Linked DNA regions of Sus scrofa: region 1 is linked to region 2. Evidence: chromatin contacts called from public Hi-C data. All regions are on one chromosome and are shown on one strand. The core of a region is the stretch at or near the end of the contact, and the rest is flanking DNA. Distances in the headings are between cores, read along the strand shown. Region 1 holds the start of CBX4 (E3 SUMO-protein ligase CBX4). Region 2 overlaps TBC1D16 (TBC1 domain family member 16).

What was found. A called contact is a pair of places that touch in the nucleus more often than the background predicts.
Region 1: a Hi-C map of skeletal muscle shows a contact between it and region 2, with 2.4 times the contacts expected there. The contact joins the promoter of CBX4 here to the enhancer-like site in region 2. A contact is called at or near these places in 2 of 5 promoter capture datasets (fetal skeletal muscle and liver), 8 of 47 Hi-C or Micro-C datasets (alveolar macrophages, embryonic fibroblasts, epiblast stem cells and 2 more) and 1 of 2 datasets of contacts at active chromatin or transcription factors (skeletal muscle).

Annotation. Positions count from the first base shown.
Region 1 is chr12:2,518,730-2,522,171 of Sscrofa11.1, forward strand. It overlaps CBX4 (E3 SUMO-protein ligase CBX4), which reads left to right and starts at 2,184. Exons shown (of 5, transcript XM_003131145.4): 1 at 2,184-2,375; 2 at 2,522-2,565. The coding sequence starts at 2,307.
Region 2 is chr12:2,428,717-2,432,319 of Sscrofa11.1, forward strand. The region is part of intron 4 of TBC1D16 (TBC1 domain family member 16); the gene reads left to right. Among named protein-coding and RNA genes, the nearest start is that of TBC1D16, 46 kb to the left of the region's middle. Within about 2 kb of position 1,650, at least 10 of the 83 cell types and tissues checked have an H3K27ac peak or open chromatin away from gene starts, as enhancers often do. A contact at or near this core is called in skeletal muscle, where this site is marked.

The DNA of each region.
Region 1 (3,442 bases), core at 934-3,433, 91 kb after region 2:
CCTTCTACGGTTGAGTTGTCCCACACGAGAGCTCCTCGCCCTGCACACGAGTGTCAGGACAAAGCCCCAACACAGCAGGAGGAGGAAAACCTTTTCCTGTGTCCCCCTCCTAAAGAATTCGCCTCTCCCAGCTTCTATAAACCCAGAGAGCCCCCCTCTCCAGGACTATGGGCAGTCATCGCCCCCACCCGGGCTGGCTCGCTAAGCTTCTCGGGGAAATCTTGGACTTGCGCCTCAAGCTTGTCAGAGGGCAGTTGCTGCAGACCAAGCCCCTTTCTGGGGCATCCCCAGAAAACGACCCCCACCCTCAGGACCCCTCCAGGGGAGGAGGCACGCGGGCCGTCTTGGGCGGTGGCTGCCTGGGCAGCAGGAGCGGCCGGGCTGCGAGAGCTGTGAGGTGATAGTGAAACGGTGGAGTCAACGTGTGCGTCCTTAAACACCAGACCGTCTCCAGGCTTCTCCCGCATTCCTCGGAGAAAACGAGCCCCGCGCATGCTTTGGGGGTTCGCTTCCGCACCTCGCCCCTCCCCCGCTCACTGGAGCCCCCGCGCAGTCCCCACCCAGCATTCCGGGACGTGTGTCAGGGCGGGAGCGGAGACCCGGATGGCTCTTTACCCGCCCCCCTCGCTCGTTCCACTCTCGCTCGGCTTTTGCTCCTTTCCTTTCTCCTTGGACGCTCAGCCAAGGGATTGCGCAAGCTTCCTGCTCCCGATCCTTCAAGGGCCCGGAGCTGGGGGCCCGGACACACCCCCGGGCAGGAGCGCTCCTGCCCCCGCCACTTGAGCCGCCCTGCCCTCTCCCCAGGCCCCCTCATTCTCCATTCCGACCCCCACAGAGCTCGCGGCCCCGCGGGCGGCGCCCTCCGGAGGCCGCGTGGGGCGCAGCAGCTCCCCCAGCCGGACGCTGGAGCGGCACGCCGGAACGCGCCGTCTCGCCGCCGGAGGTGCTAAACTTCACACTCGGCAGCTTCTTGGGCCGCGTGGGGAGGGCCTCGGCTCGGCTGCGGCTGCCACACGAGGAGCAGGGAGTGCGACTTCGTGACGAACGCTTGTCTCCTCCGCGATTCCATTCACCTCCCCTTCGTGCGGCCCTGCTGTGCCCTGCTTACATTCGACTTCTTCTTGGCCTTCCCCGCTTCACCTTTCGAAGCCCTTCTCGTGACCCCACGAAGTACCCTCGGGCCCCCAAGCAGATCTGGACAGCCTCTTCGCCCCCTCTCTGTCCTCTCTGCCTCTGCAGTATTGGCCGCGGGGTGGGGGTGGGGGGATGGACATCCGGCCCTCGCCCCGCCAAGGAGGGAGCCCAGAGTAAACTAGGAGGCTGTCGAGATCCAGGGTGGGATCGGAAAACCCTCTGGTAAGGTTCTTGAGAGCTAAGGGCCCAGGCTGCCTGCTCCTCTAGTCCCTTTCTCCTCTACCTCGCTCTCCCGGGCGAGCCTTTGCACCCAGCCCTCTCATTCCTCCCCGCCCTTTCTCTCCCACCCCTGGCCTTCCAAAACGCCCCAAGCCTCTTGGGGCGGGGCCGAGCGGCGGGGCACAGAGGATAGGGGGCGCGGGCTGCCCCTGCCTCAATTACGCCCCCTGCCGGAGCCCCCACCCCCCCGCGTCTGCACGTGACGCAATTGGGTGCAAAGGGAAACTGCAGTGGATGCTTCCGTGGCCCCCGGCAGGGGTCCTGGGGCAGTGGGCGCTGAGAACTGAAGGCGAGGGGGCTGGCGGAGGCTCTGGGCCGCAGGCTAAGGGTCGCCGCCGGATCCTCGCGGCCCTGTCAAGCTCTCCACCACCCGCTCCTCCGCCTTCGGCCGACACACCTCTCCAACCCGGTCCCGGTCCCGCTCCCTCCCTCCACTGTCCCTCTCCCAGGATCGCGGATCCCTCCCTCTGCACCTCTCCGGAGTCCTCCTCCTCCCGCCCCCCCCCGCGCGCCCTTCCTCCCGCCCGCCCCCCCCCCGCCCCACTCGCCGCCCAGGCCCGGGGCCTCCGGTAGGCCCGGCTGCGCCAATCCCGGCCGCGGCCCGCCCCCTGACGCCGAACAGGGCCCAGCGAGGCCCCGCCCGCTGACGTCCGGATTTGCATGAGTTCTTGTGCAGCCGCGGCCCGGGCTCAGTTGTCTGAGCGAGTGCGAGCCGGGAGCGGGGCAGGCGCGGGCAGCGGCGGGCGGCCGGGTTGTGCTGGGCGAGCGGCGGCGGCGGCGGCGGCGCGGGCGGCGGGGGCGCCTCGGCCGGGGCGGCAGCGGGGCGCCGGCGGGAGCCAGCAGCGTCTGCAGCCGCGCTGGCCGCCCGCGCCCCGGCGCGCTCCGGCTCGGCCATGGAGCTGCCAGCTGTTGGCGAGCACGTCTTCGCGGTGGAGAGCATCGAGAAGAAGCGGATCCGCAAGGTAGGGCGGCGCGGGGGCGGCGGCGAGGCGGCGGGGGAGCGGCAGCGGGAGCAGCCCGCGAGGAGGCGGGGAGGGGGTGGGGAGGCTGCGGGCCGGAGCCGGGGATCCCGCGGAAGCTGATGGAGTGCTGTCTCTTCCCCCCTCAGGGCAGAGTGGAGTATCTGGTGAAATGGAGAGGCTGGTCCCCCAAGTAAGTAGCGGCCGAGGGGCGGGGGAGCCCGGTACCGAGGCTCTGAGCTCCAGGGCTCCGGACCCGCCGGGCTGGTGGGGTGGTGGGGGGAGCGGACGGGAGGCGGGGTGGAGATGGGGTGGAGGGAGGAGGGGGTGGGGAAGTCGGTGGCAGGCACTGGGGAAGCCGAGCCGCCGAGCCCGAGCCCGGCGCCCTGTGTTGTGCTCCGCTCTCCGGGAAATGCCATCACTAATTTATGCACTAAAAGGAGCCGGAGGAGCTGGAGAGACGCGGGGCTGAGCCGGGGAGGCCGGCGGAGGGAGGGAGGGCGCAGGCACTGACTGATGTGCAGCAGAAAATGGCTCCTTTCCCCTTTCCCTCCACCGAACGGCTCCATATTGCAAAACCAAAAAAAAAAAAAAAATTAAAAAGCGACGAAAATGCAATTGTGTGCCTCTTCCCTCCTAGTGGTGCAGGGAGAGGGGAAAAAAAGGCAGAAAATGTTGGGAACTGTCACTGCGGCGCTTTTGGTGGGGAATTTTTTTTTTTTTTAATTTGAAATGCGAAGGCACCGGATGGAGACAGACGCGCAGGCACACGCACACACACACTCACACAGAGAGAGAGAGGCATATTTTTGTGTTGCTGAGTATTTAGGGGTGCTTGCCCGTGACAGCGGGCTCCAGGGTCGCGAGGGGGTTTGGGGGGGCCGCTTGGCTGACGGTGATCGGATTAGGGGTCAAATGGAGAATGGCTGAAGCCCTCACGGAGACCCGGGCTGGGGCGAGGAGGAGGGGACTTGCGACTTTGCATTTCGGCTGCTTTGCACGCAGGGTTCCTGGTGAGCAAAGTGGCTTTGGAACATGTCGCAGTAACATGCTTAAAATTCTTGACAACT
Region 2 (3,603 bases), core at 400-2,899:
CACAAGAAACACCCATTGTTTTGCACAGATGATGGGCCGGCTTACGCTCCCCCCCACCAGGATTATGTGAGTCCCGTCCTGCTGTTTTCAATTCATGTCCTATTATAAATTCTTTCCGTGTCCTCTTAATGGCCATCATTTCAAGCGCCTCCCTAATATCCTATTGGGAGGATATATGACATTTCACTTGGTGGTACACCTTTCATGGACACTGAGTTGTTTCCAGTTTTCTGCCGTTCTTATGAGATACCTGCTTCTGCTTGGTGCTGGTGCACAAATAGGATTATTCCTCCAGTGGGTTCCCAGAAACAGAATCAAAGAGGGAAACGTTTTCAGTTATTGAGACACGTTGCCAATTGCTGCTTTAAAGGTGTGAGCCTTCATTGTGGACAAATTCATAGACGGTGCACAAAGATGTAAATGTTTGTGTACACACACAAACACACAGGGTTCCATATTTACATGTGCGCAAAAGTCTGATGTGTAAGTTCGTGCACGTACAAAGGTTTAATGCGTACATATGCACACATACCGAAATTCAATGTGATATTGTTTATTTTATAAAAACCAAAAACAGGAACCACCCCAAGTCTTTGTCCATAGAGAAGGTATAAATAAATACACAGAACCCGAAGCAACACTTAAAAAGAAATGCAGCTGACCCGATGTACTGACAGGACAAAGCCGAGGTATAGTAACAGAAAAATCCAGCTGAACAGTATTGACAGCCTGCTCCTATTTCCGCTTTAATGTGTGTGTGGGGTGTGTGTGTGTGTCTGTGTGGCTGGGTGTGGGTGCCATAGAACACCCACAGAGGGCTGCCTGGCCCGTGGTTACCTGTGGAAGGGCAGGATTGAGTCCGGGCTGAGTCTGGCAAAGGAACAAGAGACTTTACAGTTTTGCTTTACACGCCTCTGAGTGAATTTGTAAGCAGCATGTTCCTTTTCCCATGAAAGAAGGGCTGGTGGAGAGGGTAGACATGTGCCCGTTCGCCTCGCCCAGGGCAGGAGGGGCTGGTGCCAGCTTCATAGTACACCTCCCAACGTCGGCTTCCACTCCCTTGGAAATAAATCACTGCTGACCCGTGGGCTTGAAAACCAGGCTCCTTTGCATTTCTTTATGACTGATGATTTGAATATATTTCTGTAGGTTTATTCACATCATTTGTGTGTGTGTGTGTGTGTGTGTGTGTGTGTGTGTGTGTGAAGTATGTGTCCGTGGCCCATTTATTTCCTGGGGTCTTTGTGGTTTTATAGAAGAGTACATCGGAAAGAGAAAGCCCTCCTCTGAGGGTCCCCCAATCTCCCCGCCGTATCAAGATTTGGGGATGGTTTTCACGGAGACCAGGAGGTAGGGAGCTACCCCATCTCCCTGAGACCTGCCGCCCACGGCCTCCCTTCTGCCCTGTACACGGCTCCGAGGACAGACAGCCGCCTGGCAGTCGAGGCTGGCAGCGAGCCTCTGGGTGGGCTGAGTCAGGCTGCTGAAGGACGGCTGTGCCACCCTGAGAAGCAGAGCTTCCTAGGCCACCCTCCTCAGGTTGGAACGGCCGTTTTGCTCTAGAAGATCCGTCAGCCAGAGTCCCAGTCCCGGTTTGCCTTAACTGCCCCGAGCCGAGCAAGCGGTGGCTCGGCGCCAAAGGCTGCTGTTGGTCAACGTGGAACCAGGCCCAGGGGTGACGAAACAAGAGTGGTGTGGAAGCGGCGTCACGGGAGAAGGCAAGGGAGCCCGGTTCTGAGGTCGCTCCCCGGGCAGGCGCTCTGCAAGGAGTTCGGGCTTGTGGGGTCCACCACGTGGATGGGAGTTAGAGGGATGTAAATGAGTCACCAGCGCCCATCCAAGAAGGCAGGCACGTTTTATTTTATTGTCACTATTAGTCGCAGTTTGGGGTTAGAAGGGATAGTGACGATGGTCGTATAACTATAAATATGGTAAAATTCATTGAATTAAAAAAATGAAGTGATAGAGGGTAGCAACTAACATTCCCCCAGGACCTCCCACTGCCCAAGCCCTGTTACTGACTCCTGCCCTCAATGCCAGCAGCTCCGGTCGGCTCTGGTGTGGGGGTCCCGCGGCAGTCACGCTCCGCTTCCAGCCTGTCCGGAGGGACTGAAGGTGCCAGGCCGAGCACAGGCGCGCACAGCAGGGTGGTCCCTGGGTTGTCACTCTGAGCATCCCAGATGGCATCTTGAGGAGCCCATCAGGTCTCTGCTACTGGGGCTCCCGCAGGAATTTCCCTCGAACCCAGACTGGCTGAGAGGGGGAAAGAGCTGCATGGAGGGAGCAAGGCCCAGAGGTCAGAATGCAGAAGGTTCTGGCTCCCAGCTCTGCCGTCTCTCCCACCGGCCATGCCTCTCAGCTGGTCCCTCAGTGTCTCTGTTAGAAAAACGATTTGATGGCCTCCTGACCTTTGTGGCGCTTCTGTGACCACGTGCTCTTTCTCTGGGCAGCCCTCGCTTACCCCGACCCCCGAAGGGGCGCTCCAAACCCCACTGCCTTTCCCCAGGCGCCCTCCAGAGGTGAGTCCACTGACCCACGTGACGGCCCAGCAGTCCTCACAGTTAGGCAGAGAGAGAAGGCAAACTTGGGCTGAAAGCCTGAAAAAAAAGAGTTCATGAAATTTAATCAGATGCCTAAGGGGAACACCTAAATTTAGTCAAATTATTATTAGTATTCATTCCATTTTTAAATTGCCTAGGGGAACATCACCGAAAAAGTTGGGAAACCACCAGCCTGGATAGTGATGATTCTGTTCTGCCGACCTGGGGGAACTGCCAGGGGACTGCAGGGTCCCCACCCATGGCACAGCTGTGCCCCCAGCACCCATACGGGGAGCCACTCTGCTGGGTGCGGGGGTGCATGACCCAGAGAGTCCCACAGTGGGGTCTTCTTGCATTTGGCCTTAATAGACTCATACAGGTTCACGTCCACCTAGGCCTCATCAGCCCCCAGCTCTGGCCAAGGGAGCGCACCCCCCCCACCCCCCATAGCAAGGCCTCTGGTCATCAGCCCCCAAACCCCTAAGTATCTGCTCCTTGTTACTGAGTCTCTGGCCTCCGCCTCCACTGGTTATGCAGTCTGCTTTTCAAGGAGGAGCATCTGAGAAGGCCCGTGTGACTTAGGGCTGAATAGACGGTGTGTGACTTTTGAGGGCCGATAGCCTGTTTCAGACATATTTGCAGAAAAATCAAGTAAAATCCACATGGTGCCTTTTTAAAATTTTTTAAATGTTTAATTGTTTTTTTACAATATTGTGCTAGTTTTGGGTATACAGCATAGTGATTCAGTATTTTTGCAGGTTAACTCCACTATAGATTATTACAAGTTAATGGGTATAACTTCCTATGCTGTACAGTAGATCCTTGCTGCTGATCTATTTTATATATAGCAGTTTGTATCTGTTAATCCCATACCCCTTATTTGTCCCTTCCCCCTTCCCTTTCCCCTTTGGAACCACAAGTTTATTTTCTATATCTGTGAGTCTGTTTCTATTTTGCATATACATTCATTCGTATTTTTTTAGATCCCACATCTCAGTGATAACATGTAGCGTTTGTCTTTCTCTGCTTATTTCAGTAAGCATGATATTCTCTAGGTCTATCC